Linked DNA regions of Mus musculus: regions 1, 3, 4 and 5 are each linked to region 2. A link is a contact called in public ChIA-PET and HiChIP or PLAC-seq data. All regions are on one chromosome and are shown on one strand. The core of a region is the stretch at or near the end of the contact, and the rest is flanking DNA. Distances in the headings are between cores, read along the strand shown.

Region 1 (3,740 bases), core at 19-2,518, 760 kb before region 2:
CTAAAAAAAAAAAAATATTTAGAGGGCAGTAAGAGGCTAGACGATCCAAACCCTGGCAAGCAGACCCTTCCAAGGATATTTATTCATCATGAGACGCTGGTTCTAGGCATCCCAGGCGGGTGAGACCGGAAAACCTTACACGTCTCACTTTCTCCAGCCTTTCAAACCGTGAAGTCGAGCCCACAGGGCAAACACTTCGCTTTCAAACTACAGTCACGTTCACAACGACTTGTCAGGCACGCTACCCAGGATTCCGATTCCGAGTGGCCGGTCTCCCTTTCAGTCTCTCCGGTCTGTTAAGCTAGGATACCACCATCTTTTTTGTTCTGTCCAGCCACCGCGCTCCCAAGTCTTTGGCGCAAGCCATTTATCCTCTCCGATATTTCGCTTCACAAAGGCCAAGGACTGGGCCTCGGAGGCACTGCAAACCCTCGATGACCAAGGCGGGCCGACGCACCGACTTTTAAATGCGATCGGTGGCTCCAAAAGTCAGATGACTTGTTGCGGATGGAACCAAACCTAAGCAGCCTTCCCTTAAGGGGACCGGCGAGCAAGGAACCGGGCGCCACGCCGAAACCCGTCGCAAAGGCGAGCGGGAGCCCAGGGAGAGCGGGCGCGCGGGATACAAAGGGCTGTGAACGCGGCCTTCCATGAGGCGACCGTGCGCGGACAGAGACACAAAATGGAGCGGCGGGAGGAGGAATCGGAACCCGAGGCGGCAGGGCCGGGATGGAGGCGGCGGGCGAGCGCGCGGCCGGGCCAGGGCTTCCCCTCTGGCCGGCCGCGGGGGAGGGGGCGCGGCGGCCCGTTCTCCCCGCCCCGCACACGCGGCCTAGCTCGGCGGGAAGCGCCCGCCACCGAGCCAACAATGGAGCGGGAGACCGTCCGGAGGAACCGGGCGGGCGGCTGCAGGGCGACCGGGCCCCGCGCTCCAGAGCCCCGCGGCCCGCAAAACGACGCGCGAGAACAAGGGCTGAGGGGCCGTCGCGCACGGCGGCGCGGCCCGGAGGCGCCAAGGGCGCACGGTCTGCAGCGAAGCCGGCTCGCGGCCCGCGGCGGCCCTGGTCAGCCGGGCGTCCGGGCCGCGGCACAGTCTGCGGCGGCGGCGGCGGCGGAGCCCGGACCCTCACGTACCTGGTTGAACTCTTCACCCACATCCGCGTAAATGTCTATGTGGTCCACACCGTCCGCCATCTTCCCTCGGCCTCGGCCGCCGCCGCCGCCGCCTCCTGCAGGTCGGCCCGCCGAGGCAGCAGCAGCGGATCTGGCGGTGGGGGCGGGGCGCCCTACGTCACTTCCGAGGGGCGGAGACCAGGGCGCAGCGGCCCGCTGCTGGTGACGGGGGACCCCGCCGAAGGTCCGCGGCGGTTCCGAGGCGCTAACTCGTTCCTTTGTGTGCAGGATTAAGCCGCGGCTGGGGCAGGGGCGTGATTTCCTGTGCTACCCCGCCATACCGCATGCCATGGAACCCGCTTGTTTTCAGAGACTGTCTTTTCAAACTGCTTCTGGCACTATTTATCTATCTACATATCTATAGATGAGAGATCTATCTAGTGAGAGATATAGATATATATACATCTATATAGAGAGAGATAGATATTTATATATTTGCGTTTTCATTTTTTTCCTACTTTTTTTTTTTTTTTTTGCTTCCAAGGTTTCGAGAGATGAGAGTTATGTGTACGCAATTAAAAGCGAGATATGATGTCCTGGCCAATGTCTTATTCTTGCTTCTTCAGACAACTGAATTTTTTGAGTTATTTGCATATAGCATATTTGCATCTCTTATCTTTATGCAGTTGTAAGCATCTTTTCCGCTCCTTCCTTCACATCCTCCTCTTCCCCCTTCCTCCCCCATTGCCCTTGCTTTTACCTTTTTATCTCTGTTGTAGGTTTTCTCCAGCCATCGTTCAAAGGATTCTATCCTCATTTTTAGAGCACGTACAACAGAGCAGATGTATCCTAAATCAACGAACTCCTGGATTCAGAATGCTGAGCTAGAAGGGAAATTAAAACGGTGGCTTGAGGTCCAAACATCCCGTTTTACAGATGAGAGAACTAAGGACTCGTAGAGCATAAGTTATTTAACTGGGGTTACATGGCTCGTAAAAGTGCACACCTTTTGACGCCGATATATGATTCAGAGATCTCTCTCCATTTCCAACGGCTCCACCTATTTCTTTCCTTCCCGTTCAAAAACTCACCAGGTCACTCAGCTGCCTGTGTGCTTGATATAAATTCAGTTCCCACAGCGCTCTCAAGGAGCGTAGAGAGAACCGAACCAAATCCTCTTAAGTAGTCCTCTGATCTACTCAGCACCTCTGACTGCTCTCACTTCCAGCCCCACCCTGCCAAACAAATTAACAAAAAAGCAAAACAATAACCAAAATAATAATAATAACAAAAATACCAGATGCAGACTGGTCTGAAATCATCAAAAACCTAAAGAAACATCTATGCTTGAGATGTCTGTAAAATCTTGGTTGCAGTCACAGAGACTAATCTCTTAATCTGAATAAACATTTCTTTAAATTCCTTTTTTATACATCGGGGTGTTTTGCCTGCATACAGTCTGTGTACTACACATGTGTGCAGTGTCCTGGGAGCGCGCAAAAAAGGACATCAGTCGACTAAGACTGGTATTAGACAGGTTTATGAACCACTACATGGGTGCTGGGAATCAGACCCTGACCCCGGAAGAGAATCCAGCGCTATTGACCACGGTACAAACGGGACTTAACGATGGCCACCGCTGTTGAAAAATCCTAGACTCTAAATTTTGTTTACTTAGAGGTCAAATGCATGCGGGGCAATGATGGCCCACGCCTTTAATCCCAGCACTTGGGAGGCAGAGGCAGGCAGATTTCTGAGTTCGAGGCCAGCCTGGTCTACAGCGTGAGTTCCAGATCAAGGGCCACAAAGAGAAACCCTGTCTCAGGGAAAGGAAAAAAAAAAAAAAGTCAAATGAATGCTGAGTAGCGGTGGTCCCAGGGCTACACAGAGAAATTCTTGTCTCAAAAACCAGAACCAAAATAGTCAAAAACTCAGCTTTATCCCTCAGCTACATTTTGAGATCTGATAATTCCCTCAACAGCAGACTCACTCTTACTATAGAGGCCCCATCCTTTCTACTTCTCTGCCAGGTGATTGCTCACACACTATCTTAAGAATGTTTTGATGTCAGGCAGTGGTGGCATTCGGGAGGATGAGGCAGTTGGGGTCTCCAAAGTTCGAGGCCTGCCTGATCTACAGAGTGAGTTGTTCCAGGACAGCCAGGGCTACACAGAAGGACCCTGTCTCAAAAAGACCTAAATAAATAAATAAATAAATAAATAAATAAATAAATAAATAAATAAAATGTTTCCATTTTTTTTCAATTGTAACTTCAGAGTACCTTTTTACTTAGCAATTTTCAAAATTTAAAATATTTGTGGCTCTTGCTTCTTTTGTCTCTTACTCACTTACTCTTGCCTCTCTCCCCATTCCCTTCCCTCCCCCACCCCCTTCACGTGGCCATGGCCAGCCTCTACCTCTCTCCATCTCTCTGCCTTTCTCTGCCTCTACTACCCTCTTTTCTTTTTTTTTTTTTTTTGTTTTTTGTTTTTTGTTTTTTGGGTTTATTTTTGTTTTGTTTTTCGAGACAGGGTTTCTCTGTATAGCCCTGGCTGTCCTGGAACTCACTTTGTAGACCAAGCTGGCCTCAAACTCAGAAATCCGCCTGCCTCTGCCTCTGCCTCTGG
Region 2 (3,636 bases), core at 401-2,900:
GTGGGGGGTGGGGGGAGTTGATTTTTGCTTAACCGTGACAAAGTAAACATTTCTCCCTTGAGTCCCTGCAATACATCTCTAGCAAAGCTGGGTGTCACCAAGTCATCTTTACCAACGGCCACATGCGTTTCTTGTCATTGATTCCCTGCCCAGCAGAGCTTTATCCCAATCGCCTTTGTTCCTTTTTAAGCAGACAGGCTATGTTCTTCTACCTACTTCCCCTGAGACTGTGTGGTGACAAAGCTTTGTGTACAATCAGAACCGGCTCTGTCCTATCCTGTAAGGTCCTGGCTGGCTTCCTGCAGGGGGTTTCATTTCATGTTCCACTGTGTCTTGCCTGTGTCATTTTTAATTCACAGGACTGGGGTTCTGTCCTCACCGATTAACATTAACGAAAGGTCTCCTGGATGCATGGCAGCACAGGGTCTTATTTAATATTCTCTCTGTTTTAGATATCAGGTGGCTTCTTCAAATGAATTTTTAAATTATCTCCATGATAATGAAGAAGATCGGAGACATCAATTAGGAGCCAAGAAGAGGAGTCTGCAGGAAGCACTTGAAGGGACTGGGAAGGGTTGATGGGAACATCCCAACACAGGACAAAGGTAAATTCATTATTCCTAGAAGAACCCCGGCAACCTTCTCTCCAGACATATGTCTGCCTTGATCATCTTATCTTCCTCTTCTTGCAGTTGTAATTTTCAAGGCCAAGTCTGAAAATTACCCCTGAGCCTCTTCTAATCATCTCTACCCTCAGGGACCACTCTGCTTCAAACTTCCCATTCATGCCTCTCACTTGGAAAGCGAGCCCAGGACATAGTATATTATGATCGACTAAATAATGTATTTAGCATGTCTGGGTAATTTTTTTTCTGGACTTTCAGAATTAGCAGTGTTTCACGATGGGCAATAACCTATAAAAGTCAAATGGAATTTTATTTTTATTTATTCTTTCAAGACCGAGTTTTTCTGTGTAGCCCGATACTGGAACTCACTCTGTAGACCAGGCAGAGATCTCCCTGGCTCTGCCTGCCCAATGTTGGGACTGGTGGTGCATGCCTTTAATCCCAGCACTATGGAGACAGAGCCAGGTAGATATCTTTGAGTTCCAGGCCAGCCTGGTGTACAGAGGGAATTTTATTTTTAAAAAGGATGAGTTGGCTTTGCGGTCTTAATAAACTTTACTTGAATCATCCTAGGTCGTATGTATTTTTGGACCTATCCTTTTTGACCCAAGGCTCGTGTAACGCTTCTCTCCTTAGCAACTTCTTTTCAGCCGGGTACTCTAGGGGCAATTTCCTTTATGGACAAAGAGACTGTGGGTTCTGTCGTGCATTCTGGAATGCCAGGCACACTTTCACGTTCTGTGATGTCAGGGAGCTGGAACCAGTGAGGTAGGCTCTTGCCGAGCCCGGCCACACTACACAGACAGGCTGCGGTGCGCGCACTGCGGGGACTCTGCCTGCAGCCTCCTGAACAAAGCTCCCGCGGGCTCCGCCCACCGCAGCTCCGGTATCCTCATTGGCCAGCTCTTCGCCCGCCATTAGGGAGCGGGGCCGTGCCCTTACGAGTGCTGGTTGGTCTAATCGTAATGACGGTGAGGGCTGCCATTGGTCTTTAGGCCTCAAAATGGGCGGAGCAAGGCCGAGAGGCGGGGCGGGAGGGCGGCGCGGAGTGCGCCGGCGCGTCGTCGGGGACGCCGGGTCCAGGATCTTGCTAGGGAACCAGTGTTGTCGCGTCGTCCCGCCCCCTCGGGGCTTTTGCTCCCGTTAACTGTCGGCGGGGCAGGCTCCGCAGCGCAGGGCGACATGCCGGTGCGCTTCAAGGTGAGGCCGGGGGCTGGGCGGCGGGTGGCGGGGACGCCGCGGGGTGGGTGCGTGACGCGCCTGTGCCGTACCGAGCCTCCTGGCCGGAGCCTGTGCGGGGCGGAGGATGCTCCGGCCGGTGGCCCAGCGCGGAGGGGCGGGTGGGGAGAGTTCGATGGGGGCCTGACGGCGTCAGTCTGGGGTCGCCAGGAGCGGAGGCGGAAGGAGGGCCCTTGACAGTGGGACGAAAGGCTGCTGTCGGTGTAGGACACCTGTGGTTCCTCTTGCCGATAGCATTCAGCTCCTTTCCTGCAAAACTTTAAAGCGCGCGGGTCTTTTAAACGCTTGGGAAGCGGGCCCCAGTAAAAGGAGAGCGTGGGTAGGTGTGCAGCCTGCTAGTTGCACGTTTGCTTTAGGTTTTGCTCACAGTTCCAGATAGCTGTCTGTGTCTAACGCCTTTCCACGCAACAGGTGGCCACAGTGTTTCTGTAATCCCGGACTCTTTAATTCTAAAGTGCTTGCCAGACAGAGTGGGAGGGGAACACGTCTTTCTCTAATTGCCTTTTATTAAAAGCCATAACATTATGCACTCGATGAATTTAGGATAAACCTCTAGTGAGGACTTAGGTTTGTTACCACACTTTGGAATCAGAGAACCAGTTATAGCGCAGCCTCATTGAGGGACTCCGGCTTGTCTGGCTCGGGTGGTTGTGAGGATTAAGGGGCTACTTAGCCCAGGGCTGGGTAAATATTAGCTATTATTAAGGAGCTTGACTGGGGTTTAATTCTCATTCTTGGGCCTTTCAAGAACACTCTTCAGAGGTTGAGGTTTTTTTGTTTTTGTTTTTCTTTCTGATGCTAAAACACCTCTTCACTACACTGTGCTCAAATTGCACTTTTCATTATAGGGGCTGAGTGAATACCAGAGAAACTTCCTGTGGAAAAAGTCCTATTTGTCAGAGTCTTATAATCCCTCAGTGGGACAAAAGTACTCATGGGCAGGACTTAGATCGGATCAGTTGGGTAAGTTGAGCAAACCAATAGCTATCATAACTTGAATAAACCTTGGGTTCTGTTTACAAAACAATTAAAATCTACCTGTGTTGGCCTCATGTATAATTGGCAAATATTTATTGATGCTATACTGCGATCCCAGAGTCCCTTATGTACAAACAAACAAAAACAAACAAACAAACAAAAAACACAAAGAAACTCATCAAATCGAGTTGTATATAAAATAGCATGATATCAAAAAAAGTTGAATAGTAAAACTGAAGGGGAAACGCCTGAGATTGGTTGTTCTGAAAGAGGCTTTTCTGGAAATGTTTGAGCGGAGAGGAGCAAGCCTGAGGGTGAGGACTTTCAAAGACTTGAAGAATGGAAGGGTAGGTAACAGAGGCATGGCTGGAACTTGCTGGTTTTGGTCAGTGCCATGAGTTCAGAAATCATGTTCTTCCTCTTACATAGGCTTCGTCTCCTGACCTCAGAGAATTTGAGCCCTCGGGCCAAGGTTTCCTACTGCACATTGAAAGAGTGGACTGACTGTTCTATCTACTGTTTCTCTCTCACCAGCTAGGATATTGGAGAGTAGGCCTCTGTCTCCTTGTTTGTCAGTGGAGGCGCAAGGCTTTGAGACACCCTACTTTAACTTATTTTTATTTTTTATTAATGCAAGTATACCTGTGTATATCATGTATGCATGCAGAGGCCAGAGAACCATCCTGGGTGTTGCTCCTCAGGAAGGCCGCCCACTTCATTTTAATACAAGGTCTCTCACTGCCCTGGAGCTCACCAGTTAGACTAGGCCTCCTGGCCAGAGAACCCCCGGGGT
Region 3 (3,630 bases), core at 1,080-3,579, 830 kb after region 2:
ATCCTCTTTCGTAGATAATTCATATACCAAAAATGCACATACAGAAAAAAAAAAGATTGTGATTTTCCTCCCATACTTAAGACTTCCTTTAAAGAATTAAACATTGGTTACCATTAAATCTGATAATTTTGAGACATATTTAATACCAACTGGCAGATTTTCCTTCTGATGATGTCATAACTAAGACGAACACTTCTGTAGGTAGATTGTGTAATACCAAAGGAGAGGCAAACAGAAAGGGAGAAAAAGTCAATACAGGAAGAGAGCAATGGCTGGGCCACCAGTCTCTAGAAGAGACTGGGTGGAGTTTCTAAGTGACCTTCCAAGATGTCTCTGTCTTAGTTTCTTTTCTGTTGCTATGAAGAGATACCACAATAATTAAGGCAACTAATTGAAGAAAGGGTTTATTTACATTTTCAGAGGGTTAATGTGGTTGCTTGAGTGAGAAGGGTGAAGAGTGAATAGGCTCATATACTTGAATGCTTGGTCCCCAGTTAGTGGAACAGTTTGGGAAGGATTAGAAGGCGTGGTCTTGGTGGAGGAGGTGTGTCACTGGGTGGGTGGGCTTTGAGGTTTCAAAAGCTCACATTATTCCAGTTCTCCCTCTCCCTCTCCCTCTCCCTCTCTCTCTATCACCTTGTGAGCATTGTCTCAACATGTAAGCTCTCAGCTATGGCTCTAGTACCATGCCTTCCTGCTGCTGCCATGCTTCTTGCTATAAGGGTAATGAACTTACCCTTGGAAATTGTAGGCATTATCCCAATTAAATGCTTGATTTTATAAGTTCCTTTGAAATGTGTCTCTTTACAGCAACAGACTAAGATAGTCAGAGTACATGACCATGACGGTGAGATATGTGACAGTTAGCAGACAGGCACAGCATTGAGCCAGTGGGTAAGAACACATATCTTACGATACAACCTCAAGGCAGAAAGTCAACTAGGAATGACTGGAGTTTTGAAACCTCAAATCCTGCCCTTAGTGACACACCTCCTCCAAGACCACGCCTTCTGCTCCTTCCCAAAAGTTCCACCAACTAGAGACCAAGTATTCAAATATATGCGCTTATAGGAAAATTCTCATTCATACCCACAGTCTCATAAAACATGTCTTTGAACTGTCTATCTTGGGCTGAAACAGAAGCATGCCTGTGTTAGCTCCTCTCATCTTTTGGGGGTAGCTTCCAAGTACCTCTTGCTTTCAGGCTGTGGGCATATGAGTGCTGAACTCCTGGTGATCAAGGACGCCCCTTGGGCACTGCTAGCAGCTGTGTGAGTGTCTATCCCACATTTTCACATTGAGTGCCTAACACACTCTGAGTGACAATGTCTGGAGGTGAGGACTTCACGGTAGTTAGCTTTTGATGAGTTCACAAGAGTGAGGGCCCCTTGGCAGAGTGAGCATCTTTTTAAGACAAGAGGAAGGAGGCCCTCTCTCTTTCCACCACTTCTTCTTTGCCATGTAATGATACACAGAGAAGGCAGATTTCTGAAAGTCTAGGGGAGAGGACTCACTACTGACCTAGACCTTGATCTTGAGGCTTCTGTCTCCAGGATCGTCTCCTATCTAATCTACCCTAATTAAAACAGGGAGGTACCAAAAGATACACAGTTGTGCTCTGAGAGGAAGCAGTGTCCTGCACTCTAACGTGGTGTTTAGGAAACCTACAGATAAAATGCCCATGACATTCATGGATAGAGTTAGAGAGTGCGATCAGGTGATAGCCTTATTGAAGCAGAGCCTAAAAGATATCCAAGGCATGGATGCAAATGAATTCACCTCAGCACAACCTGGCAAAAACCTACACTTCTTGACACTGTTCTATCCTGTGTTCTGATTGGCTATTTATCTTGTAGGTGTGACTTGCCAGCACAAGTGTTATGCACAGTAATAAACCATATATATGAAAGTACCATAATCAACTGAACCAGTTTCCAGTTGTTGGATACTGTAATTGCTTTCAGATTACAAACAATGCTCAAGGGCACACACACACACACACACCCCACACTGCATCTTTGTACATACATATATTTGTTCGCAGGGACATTTCCTACCATTTGAGTCAAAGGCATTTACATATATATTATGTATATGCCTCACATATGTAATTTAGTTATATTTATAATTTATATATTTATAATTTATTCATGTATACTTATACATATATATGAGCTTTTAATGTTCTTGGTAGTGAAAAGGTGTTCTCTGGCCGCTTTTCCATTTCTACTCTGACAGAAACACATGGAAGCCCGTTGTTTTCAGCAGGATGCATTTTTACATTGGTGTAATGCTTGCCAATTTAAGCTAAAAGGGACTTTTGTTCTAACTTGCATAATTGTCGAGCCTTGAGAGCAGTCGGGTATTTTTGTTTGCTTAAAAGGCTTTTCTAGGCCCTCCTCTGTAAATTGCTCATTTGCATCTGTCGCTAGGTTTTTCTCCCCATTGTATCTCAGGTCTTTCTTATTAAGGAAATTCACCTCTTCTCATGGTTCTTCTGGAAACAACGCCCTGTGTGACGCTTGCCTTTGCGGACTTCCTCTGTGACCGGATTTAGAATCTTCAAGAGGCAAAAAAAAAAAAAAAAATCCCAAAGTGGGACAGTCCCAGCCCCACACTTGCCAAGTTCTCGAATGCACTTGAAGATCTATGGGCAGATCCACATCCCCAATTGCTGTCACCCTGTGGGCATCGGGCCCCCAAGCGTCCTGGCAGAGGCTGCTACCCATCACCGGTGCCTCTGTGCATGTGGTCTCCCATATCCTGTCCATGTCAGGTCCAAGCACAGAAGCCTGGAACCCTCCTCTAGCCTGTGTCTCTCCCCTTCCATGAGGGCCAGGAGTCTGCCCTAAGCTCGTCCATGCTCAAACTTCCTTTCCTCTCCTTGGAGCTGCCTGGACCTACTGTAGCAATTGCGGCTCATCTTCCTTTCCCTCCCGAGGGCTGTGGTATCAGGGGCTGTTTTTAGCCAGCTTCTCTTTTCTGCTTCATTTACACCCTGATCTCTGTGCTAAATCTAAGGTCTTCTGGTGTCCAGACATTTTTTACTATTAGCTCTTCCCTGGATTTCTCTACATCTCAATCATATTATTCAAATAAACCCAATATACCTTTCCTTTTATAAGCCTACATTTAAAGAGCAGCCAGATGGCTGTATTTCTGTTCCTCTATGTAGCCAGTCTCGTTTCTAATATACCACTTTTTTATCCCGTAGGGAAAATGCTTCCTACGAAGTGATCAGTAGTCTCTATTTTCATCCACCTGTCTCCAATCCCAGTGCTGATGCAGGCGGGAAGATCCTAGTTTTAAGTGGAAGTCACGTACCCCCTAGCCGTCTCCAGGGAACCTGGTTATGGAGGTGTGCCTGCCCTCTGAGCCACTTGCTCAGCTTTGGGATTGGGAATTAATTAGTTGAGTTGCTTCTCCATGTCCAGCAAAGCTGGTGATATGTGTGCCGTGTAATAAGAGCCCAACTTACTTGTCATTCATGAAATCAGCACCCATGGGTGGGAGAAGATTCTGCACGGCTCCTGAATTGGAAGCTGGGTGTGAAGCGGTGTAATATATTGCACACCGAGAGTTGATTAGAGGTTGTGGAATGTTAACGTGAACACGAACCCTAGAGACCAG
Region 4 (3,587 bases), core at 585-3,084, 510 kb before region 2:
CAATTCTTCATTTCGCTCATCTCCTTCCTGTCCCACATAATAACTGCATAAACTCCGTGGCTGCCCCCCAAGCCACACCCCTCTCCTTTCCTTTCAGCTCTTTCAACCCATGATCAGTGAAAGGAGAAGCTCTCCCAAGCCCATGGTGGCAGTACATTTAGCACAGCAACAGCTATGTCCGAAAATGTAAGCGCTGTGTTAAGGTTTCCCAATCGTCAGAAAATTCTCCTTAAAGACGTATTCATTAAGCTGGGTGTATTTAATAAACACGTCATGGCTCTAACGATGTGCCTACCAACCTTATTCAAGGCGTTAGATTGACTGCCATTTTACATAGTTCTTAGTACGCCTAGCACAGTGAATTCACATAGTCCTGGGGTCAGAGGAAGGACTTACTGCCTGAAATCACAGGAGACCTTGAAGATCCCTCAGACCTCATAACCTTACACCATCTGTATTTGTAAGAGAGGGCAGGCAGTCCTTCACCCCAGGTTCTCCACTGTGTCCCTCCCCACTTAAACCTCTAAAACAGTGGCTCTCAACCTTCCTAATGCTGCAACCCTTTAATACATTTCCCTATTTTGTGCTGACCCCCCGCCTAACCATAAAACCATTTCGTTGTGACTTCATTGTAATTTTGTTACTCTTATGAAACGCAAAGTAAATATCTGTTATTCAGGAAATCCCTGTGAAAGTCCCTATGTCCTCAGGGGGTCTCCACCCACAGGCTGAGAACCTCTGCTTTAAAACATTAATTCTTTTATTAGTCGTATGTAAGGGGCGGGCGGGGGGGGGGGCGCGGTGCAGCAAGGATCACGTTGTGCCTGTTGCCGTCAGAGAACAACTCAGTGGAGTCGGTCTCTCCTTCTACCTTTAGATGGCTTCTGAGACTGCAATTCCGGGAGCCAGATTCGCAGCCCAAGAATCTTAATCCTCTCAGTGATCTCTCCTACCCTCAAGGACCCTTTTAAGAAAAACCCTCTCCTTCTGTACACTGGGAAGAAAATTCCATCCCCTCAATTTGGGATGGTCCCTGCCGTCACTATTTAAAAAGAATCTGTTCAAGATGTGTTATAACAAATCGGTAGTTTTCCGAGTTTGTTTGCCCCAGACCCTTGCAGGAGCCGGTGTTTCTTTAACAGTGTATGTAAATCCATGGGACAGAGAGACTGTGCGTGTGGTGCCCTTTAGAACATGATGGCCCCTTGTCACGAACCCACTTCTCACCAGTCACGATCTGTGTTCTCTTTAATGCAAACACAGGTCACCCCCTCCACCCAGAAAGCAGAATTTTAGGCAGAAGCACCGGAACTGGCCTGAGGACCACGGAGCAGCGACGACAGCAGCTCTGCTTTTGTCCTGCGAGTTGGTCACAAACTCAACTCTGATTCAGTCAAATGCTATCTACTAGACACTTTTGTTGGACATGGTCCTGTACCGCACACTCGGCACACGTAAGGCTCACACACATGTTCTCTCTTGAAAGCTCCCTGGCTTTCTCAGTTGCAGCACAGGGCTGAAAGCCTGGCCCAGCTTGGACTCCAGGTGGCCCGCCCACCGCCCACCGTGGGCACCATCTGCGCAGCGTTCCCGGGACCGCGGTGGCGGAGGGCAGGCCCCACGTCCAACACGGGCTCCGACAGGTCATGCCCCACCGCCCACCAGGCTCGCTCGCTGTCCTCAATACCCTGCAGGGCACGTTGTCCTGGGAGCTAGGGCGGAGATCCCGCCCCACGGGGCGGGAGCGGCGCGGAGCGGGCGTGTTGGTGGGCGTGTCGCCCGGGGCCCGCCCCTCTGTCCGGACTATAACTCCCCCGAGCGCCCAGCGCTCGCCGGCGGGCGGAGACGCGCGCCTGGTACTGGTGAGGTTTGCGGAAGGGTGCTGCTGCGGGGACTCGGGCGGGCTGCGGGGCTCCGGTGGGAACACCTTCACCTGGCTCCTCGGAGGAGGGAGCGTAGAGCTCAGGTGCCCCCGAGGGCGGAGAGGACTCGGGGCTGGCGATGCCCGCGCTTCTCCGTGGCGGACCCAGCTGCTCACTTCTCCTCCATCTCTAGGACATGGACCGCGCGCGCCTGTGGCTGGGGCTTCTGCTGCCCGTGGTGGCCGCCCTGGATTTCCGATATCACCACCAGGAAGGGATGGAGGCGTTCCTAAAGAGCGTGGCTCAGAACTACAGTTCGATCACGCACTTGCACAGCATCGGGAAATCTGTGAGAGGTAGGTGGCTTCCTGCGCACATCCCTAACCCTCAACCCGCGTTCAAAAGTAAGTTGAACGACAGCGTCTGGTCCCCTGTTGGTGAGGCTCTCCAAACGCGCTCCACGCAGGTAAAGCACACCTTGCCCAGTCAGGGGTTTCCTGCTTTTGTTTGTTGTTGTTTGTTGGTTGATTTTTTGTTTTTATTTTTGTTTTGTTTTTTCAATTTTGTTACATCAGGAGAGCGGTAAGAGGAACTGTATATATATATTGTCGTTTCTCTACAGAGAGTCATTGTCGCTTAGTCCTCTGTTTTATTGCCGTTGGGGATCGGGAAGTAATTATCTGAGAGGTGTATCTTCGTTCCTTTTCAGGGTAAACATCTTCCTCAGTTTCCCTTTTTGTTGGCTTCCTTGCATACTGATTGTGACTGTTAACTACGGATTCCTCAGGTCATTTTAAAACTAGACAGTGCCATACTTTTGTCGAGTTCTACACATATGTGATTAACCCGATAGCTTAAAGTTATGAGAAAATGTAGGTCTATGTCTAAAGGCTGTTTTTGAAGGATACACCTGCTTGGTAGTAAGTCACAACGAATGATCTCCTTAGCATTTGCAAATGTATCACTTAGTCTGCTTTACTTTTGAAACTATATATTCTTAGTGGAGAGAGTAGATGGGGATCCAAGAAGTTAAGAATTTTGGTCGAGTTACCTAGATGGCGATTCTATCCATCCATCCATCTAGCTAGCTAGCTCCTGGAGATAAAACTCAAGACCTCATTTGTGTTCCGCATTGTATCGTTAACCTAACCTGCTAGCCATAGAGGGTGAAGTTTTAGCCAGGACCTGCACCTGATCATTTTGGGTGGGGCAAATAAATTTAGCAGCTAGCATCATCTCCTAATCTTTTGTTACTACGCTGATTCTCACAAAAGTGGTTACCAGAAAACTTAATGCCTGGAATGAAAGAGCCCTGAAGTTCATGCAGTTTGGCTCAGCTGTGGAAGTTGTGTTCAAAAGTTCTGACCTGCAGTTTAGCACTGATCTCTTGACTCGACTGGAAGTCTCATAACCACATTACTAAGCAACCAGTCACTTCTCATAACTGTTAATGTCATGGTTCAGTTCTTGTATTACAGAGAAATATTAAAAATGCAATAAAAACAGCTTTGACTGTGTAATAGAAGCTTTATTTTGAAGCAGCATTGCCAGAGTTGGTGTCAGAAATCATCTAAGGGCTGGAGAGATGGCTCAGCGGTTAAGAGCACTGATTGCTCTTCTGAAGGTCCTGAGTTCAAATCCCAGCAACCACATGGTGGCTCATAACCATCTGTAATGGGATCCAACGCCCTCTTCTGGTGTGTCTGAAGAGAGCAATGGTGTACT
Region 5 (3,856 bases), core at 1,032-3,531, 910 kb after region 2:
GGATTGGATTCCAGGCTTAGTGAGAGACCTTGTCTTGAGAGAGAGAGAGAGAGAAAGAGAGAGAGAGCACAATAGAAGACAACTTTTGTGTGTGGATTGGTGGATTGCTGCCCTCGACACACATATGAACGGGGGAGGGGCACACATGTGCACATATGAGCACTCCAATAAAAAAACAGAGATGAAAGGACACAACAAAAAGAAACACACATACCTTAGTAAATACTCAAGGATTCTGCAAAGATGCTTGCTAAGTGAGTTGGGATCCAGGGGTGCCACGGGGGAGCCCGTGGCAGAGCAGCGCTGTGTACCTATCAACCATTCCCTCGTTTGATCTTTACAACGACTCAGTGGAATCTCTGGGCACGGCATGGACAAGGGAGCATTTGGGGTGCTTCTGACCTTGACCATTTGGCTGTACTATCTCACGACCCCACATGCTTAAGAGAGAACAAACAAGAGACACATCCTTGAATATCCTATTGCCTGAACTATAGCTGTCCTTCCGACACGTTCTATTTTGAAGAACTAGGAGAGCGACATTTTTCAACTGGAACTTGAAAATCTTCAAAAAGCTAGGTGCATTTCCCCTATTCTGTGTGCTAAAATAAAATAAAAAAAAAAAACAGAAATCTATGAATAGGAGTGGTTTAAGACTGTGTTTCTAAGTCGGGTAGTGGTGATACACACCTTTAATCTCAGCACTTGGGAGGCAGAGGCAGGCAGATTTCTGAATTTGATGTCAGCCTGGTCTACAAAGTAAATTCCAGGACAGCCAGGGCTACACAGAGGAATCCTGTCTCAAAACAACAACAATAAAAACAAAAAAAACAAACAAACAAACAAACAAAAAAAAAAAAAAAAACCCAAAACCTGTGTTTCTGAAGTTGGCTAATACGCTTATTTAACGCATATTTATGCGTGGTAAATTCTCCTTGTCCAATCAAATAAAAACTTGAGACTTAGGAATGATCTCTTGAGGAACCGCCAACGGCCTTGCTTGGGACTTAACTCCCTTTGAGGACATAAGGGTGACATTAGTTACTTTTTCACTCAGTACCGTGACGAGATGAATGACTGACAGACAGATGCCGCTTTACGGAAGGAACAATTTCTTTTGGCTCGGTTTCCGGGCATTTCAATCCATCATAGCCCAGAAGGCATGGTAGGGTGGCTCTCTCTGAGGCAAGGGGAACATGGAGAAAGTTCTGTTCACGGGCATCCAGGAGGAAGACGGCAGAACCTGAATCACTGGCTGGGCGGAACCTTCAAAGGCCACTCCCACCCCTGATGGGACCTGCCTCTACCACCCAAGCCCCACCTCCTAATAGCTGCACTCTCTCTCCAAATAGCGTTGCTGTCTGGGAGCACGCTTTCAAAACAAGAGCCTGTGCAGGCTTTTCAAATTCTAACCTTAACAGGAGACCCAAACCTTATCCTTATAGGGAATTGACCTCTGCTCCTTCCTCGGGGAACCCCAAGAAATCCTGAGGTGCAGTTGCCTGTGAAGAGATTTAAGAATGAACGGTTAAACCCTTTATTGGCGATCAAGTCCTCCCCTATCCAGGGGGGGTTGCTGGACAATTCCCTTTCCATCCTGTTATGACTGGTTTTGATGATCATCAACTGGACAGGCTCTAGAACCGCGGTGGAGACTAGCCTCTAGGCATGCTTGTGAGGGATTCTCTAGACCAGGTGAAGTGAGAAGGGAAGGCCCACCCTAAAAGTGTGTGGCACCATTCTCTTAGCTGGAGTATCAGACTGAATAAAAAAGGGAAAGCCAGCTGAGCAGCAGCCATCTTGCCCTTTGCTCCCTAACTGCAGACACAATCCTGGCAGCTTCGCGGCCATGATTGACTGTCCCCCTCGTACTGTGGGGTTAGACAAGCCCTTCCTTCCTCACGACCCTTTGGTCAACGGTATTTTTCATCACAGCAACGAAAAAAATCACTAAGATAGCAGACCATAAACAAGGACAGAAGTTCTCCTATGACCCCCTAAGACAATACAGCTGACCCCTCGTTTCAATACCGTTAATGTAACACAATGAATGATCTAAGCAAATTGACAGAGTCTCGAGGTTAGTCTGATTTTAGGAGGCTCAGGGTGTTTTCAAATTAGGACCTCCAATTCAGCTTTCCCTGTGCCTGTAAAGCAACAGATTTCTGCACCATTTAAAAGAAGAAAAAAAAAGTTAGTGTGCGCTGCCAACAGCTGGCTGACAACCCCAAGCACTGGGTAAGCTGGCGCGGTTCCAGATTTTGCATAAGGAGTTCATTTTGGGTTAGTCAAAAAGAGGGAAGGAGTTGGCCCAGATCCTGTTGCACAAATTCAGGAACAAGGAGTTGTGATTCTCTTTAGAAATCGCTGGAAGGTGGCTCTCAGGTCTATTTGCCAAAGCACAGTTGGATGTCCATTTGTTTCCCTGTTAGACGCAAGAAGCTCAGAAGTGCCGTCCGCTGAAGCTCCGTACACCGTCCAGGATTCCCCTCTGACAAGCCACCAGCTGATGCAGCTGTGAAACTCCATGAGGCTAATTCCTTCTCTCTCTAACTTTCTTATAAAGATCTATTGTTTCTGCAGAGCCAGTTACTAAGCTTCTTTTTCTTCCGTCTCATAAATCTGATTCTTCTTAGCCCGAGGCTCCATTTACGGTAAAGGATTCACCTAGTCTGTTAGAGGATGAAAAGCGCTTACGTCCATAAGACATAAGCTTCCTGTTTCAAAACGGAAATCGCCGTTTCCTACTTTCAGAGTGACGCGTAAATTAATGTCGTCGCCATTGTTGTTGTTTGTTGCTGTTGTTATTGTTGTTGTTGTTGTTGTTACTAAGACAATGCAGAAAGATGTAAGGGACATAAAACTTTAACCAAAATCTCACTCCTAGGGAAAACTAAGAACCACTAATATTTAAATCTGTTTTCAGACTTTTAAGTTTTATCTTAGAAAAAAATGATTTAAATTGTTTAGCAATCTAAATTTTTTCTAAGTATAAAGTTGGATATTTTCCCATAGAGTGTGATTTCTCAGCATCCCTGATTTTGAAAAGTGGAGAGATAGGATGCATAATCATGTCCTGGATTAGCTAAACTACTATGATTGTCTACTATGAATAATTTTGAAATGAATCCCTGTTGTATATTTGTCAAGTTATCTCTTGTATTAATAATCACCTTGTGTGCATTTGTTAGGGGCGGGGGTGGTGTATGTACAATATTTGTGTGTGCAAGTTCAAGCACTCATCTACTATGGTATACAGTGGAGTTCTGAGGACAACTTTGGGTATCAGCCCTCACCTTCCACTTTGTTTGAGACGTGGTCTCTTGTCTGTCATGGCATACCCAAGGTTAACTGGTCCCTGGGCGCCTGGGCCTGCTTCACTTCCTAATTCACCCTACAAGTGTTGGGATTGCAGGTGCACACTGCCACATCTGGCTGCCGCGGAGTTCTGGGGATCTAAAGTCAGGTCCTCGGGCTTGCCATGCAGGTGCTCCCCCAGGGAGCCCCTCCCCAGGGCAATCCTCGTGATCAATGTCTATGCTCAGACCTTGCTTGATGAAGTCATGCCCGTGCTTTCAAGACCTTCCTTGCCCATGACCAGAAAAACTCTGTTTGTTTACAGACTCCCTAGCTTTGTCCAAGAGCACGTTCCCTTGCTGTTCTTGTAAAAAACAACTTCCCTTTTTTTGTTTGATTGTTTGTGTCCACTTGAAAGTCAAAATATTGTTTCATTTCTTCTGATTACTGACAAGGTTGAACATGTTTTCAAACTCTGTGTGTGTGTGTGTGTGTGTGTGTGTGTGTGTGTGTGTGTTCTTTTTAGTGTATTGTCTCTCACTCCATTTTTCAATGGGGG

The links. ChIA-PET counts read pairs in DNA pulled down with a chosen protein or histone mark. HiChIP or PLAC-seq counts read pairs in DNA pulled down with a chosen protein or histone mark.
Region 1: an H3K27ac HiChIP or PLAC-seq map of thymic regulatory T cells shows a contact between it and region 2, with 5 times the contacts expected there. The contact joins the promoter of Cpsf6 here to the promoter of Mdm1 in region 2. A contact is called at or near these places in 4 of 39 promoter capture datasets (the 3T3-L1 cell line, hippocampal neurons and pre-B cells) and 2 of 115 datasets of contacts at active chromatin or transcription factors (double positive thymocytes and thymic regulatory T cells).
Region 3: a contact with region 2 is called in an H3K4me3 HiChIP or PLAC-seq map of stem cell-derived neural progenitor cells, with 6 times the contacts expected there. The contact joins the enhancer-like site here to the promoter of Mdm1 in region 2. A contact is called at or near these places in 6 of 39 promoter capture datasets (the C10 cell line, the HPC-7 cell line, hippocampal neurons and 3 more) and 3 of 115 datasets of contacts at active chromatin or transcription factors (astrocytes, large pre-B cells and stem cell-derived neural progenitor cells).
Region 4: a contact with region 2 is called in an RNA polymerase II ChIA-PET map of memory CD8 T cells, with 6 read pairs. The contact joins the promoter of Cpm here to the promoter of Mdm1 in region 2. A contact is called at or near these places in 2 of 39 promoter capture datasets (embryonic stem cells and stem cell-derived epiblast-like cells), 1 of 115 datasets of contacts at active chromatin or transcription factors (memory CD8 T cells) and 1 of 9 other capture datasets (pancreatic islet).
Region 5: a contact with region 2 is called in an H3K4me3 HiChIP or PLAC-seq map of stem cell-derived neural progenitor cells, with 5 times the contacts expected there. The contact joins the enhancer-like site here to the promoter of Mdm1 in region 2. A contact is called at or near these places in 9 of 39 promoter capture datasets (the C10 cell line, HPC-7-derived erythroid cells, cranial neural crest and 5 more), 5 of 115 datasets of contacts at active chromatin or transcription factors (embryonic forebrain, embryonic stem cells, forebrain and 2 more) and 2 of 9 other capture datasets (adipose tissue and liver).

The regions. Positions count from the first base shown.
Region 1 is chr10:117,375,705-117,379,444 of GRCm38.p6, forward strand. Cpsf6 (cleavage and polyadenylation specific factor 6) reads right to left here and starts at 1,269. Exons shown (of 10, transcript NM_001013391.2): 1 at 1,135-1,269. The coding sequence starts at 1,194.
Region 2 is chr10:118,140,137-118,143,772 of GRCm38.p6, forward strand. Mdm1 (transformed mouse 3T3 cell double minute 1) reads left to right here and starts at 1,651. Exons shown (of 14, transcript NM_148922.3): 1 at 1,651-1,826; 2 at 2,714-2,828. The coding sequence starts at 1,809.
Region 3 is chr10:118,968,267-118,971,896 of GRCm38.p6, forward strand. No RefSeq gene overlaps it. Among named protein-coding and RNA genes, the nearest start is that of Gm33624, 37 kb to the right of the region's middle. Within about 2 kb of position 2,330, at least 10 of the 459 cell types and tissues checked have an H3K27ac peak or open chromatin away from gene starts, as enhancers often do. A contact at or near this core is called in stem cell-derived neural progenitor cells, where this site is marked.
Region 4 is chr10:117,627,666-117,631,252 of GRCm38.p6, forward strand. It overlaps Cpm (carboxypeptidase M), which reads left to right and starts at 1,835. Exons shown (of 9, transcript NM_027468.1): 1 at 1,835-1,862; 2 at 2,056-2,218. The coding sequence starts at 2,059.
Region 5 is chr10:119,053,125-119,056,980 of GRCm38.p6, forward strand. No RefSeq gene overlaps it. Among named protein-coding and RNA genes, the nearest start is that of Gm33677, 4.6 kb to the left of the region's middle. Within about 2 kb of position 2,282, at least 46 of the 459 cell types and tissues checked have an H3K27ac peak or open chromatin away from gene starts, as enhancers often do. A contact at or near this core is called in adipose tissue and stem cell-derived neural progenitor cells, where this site is marked.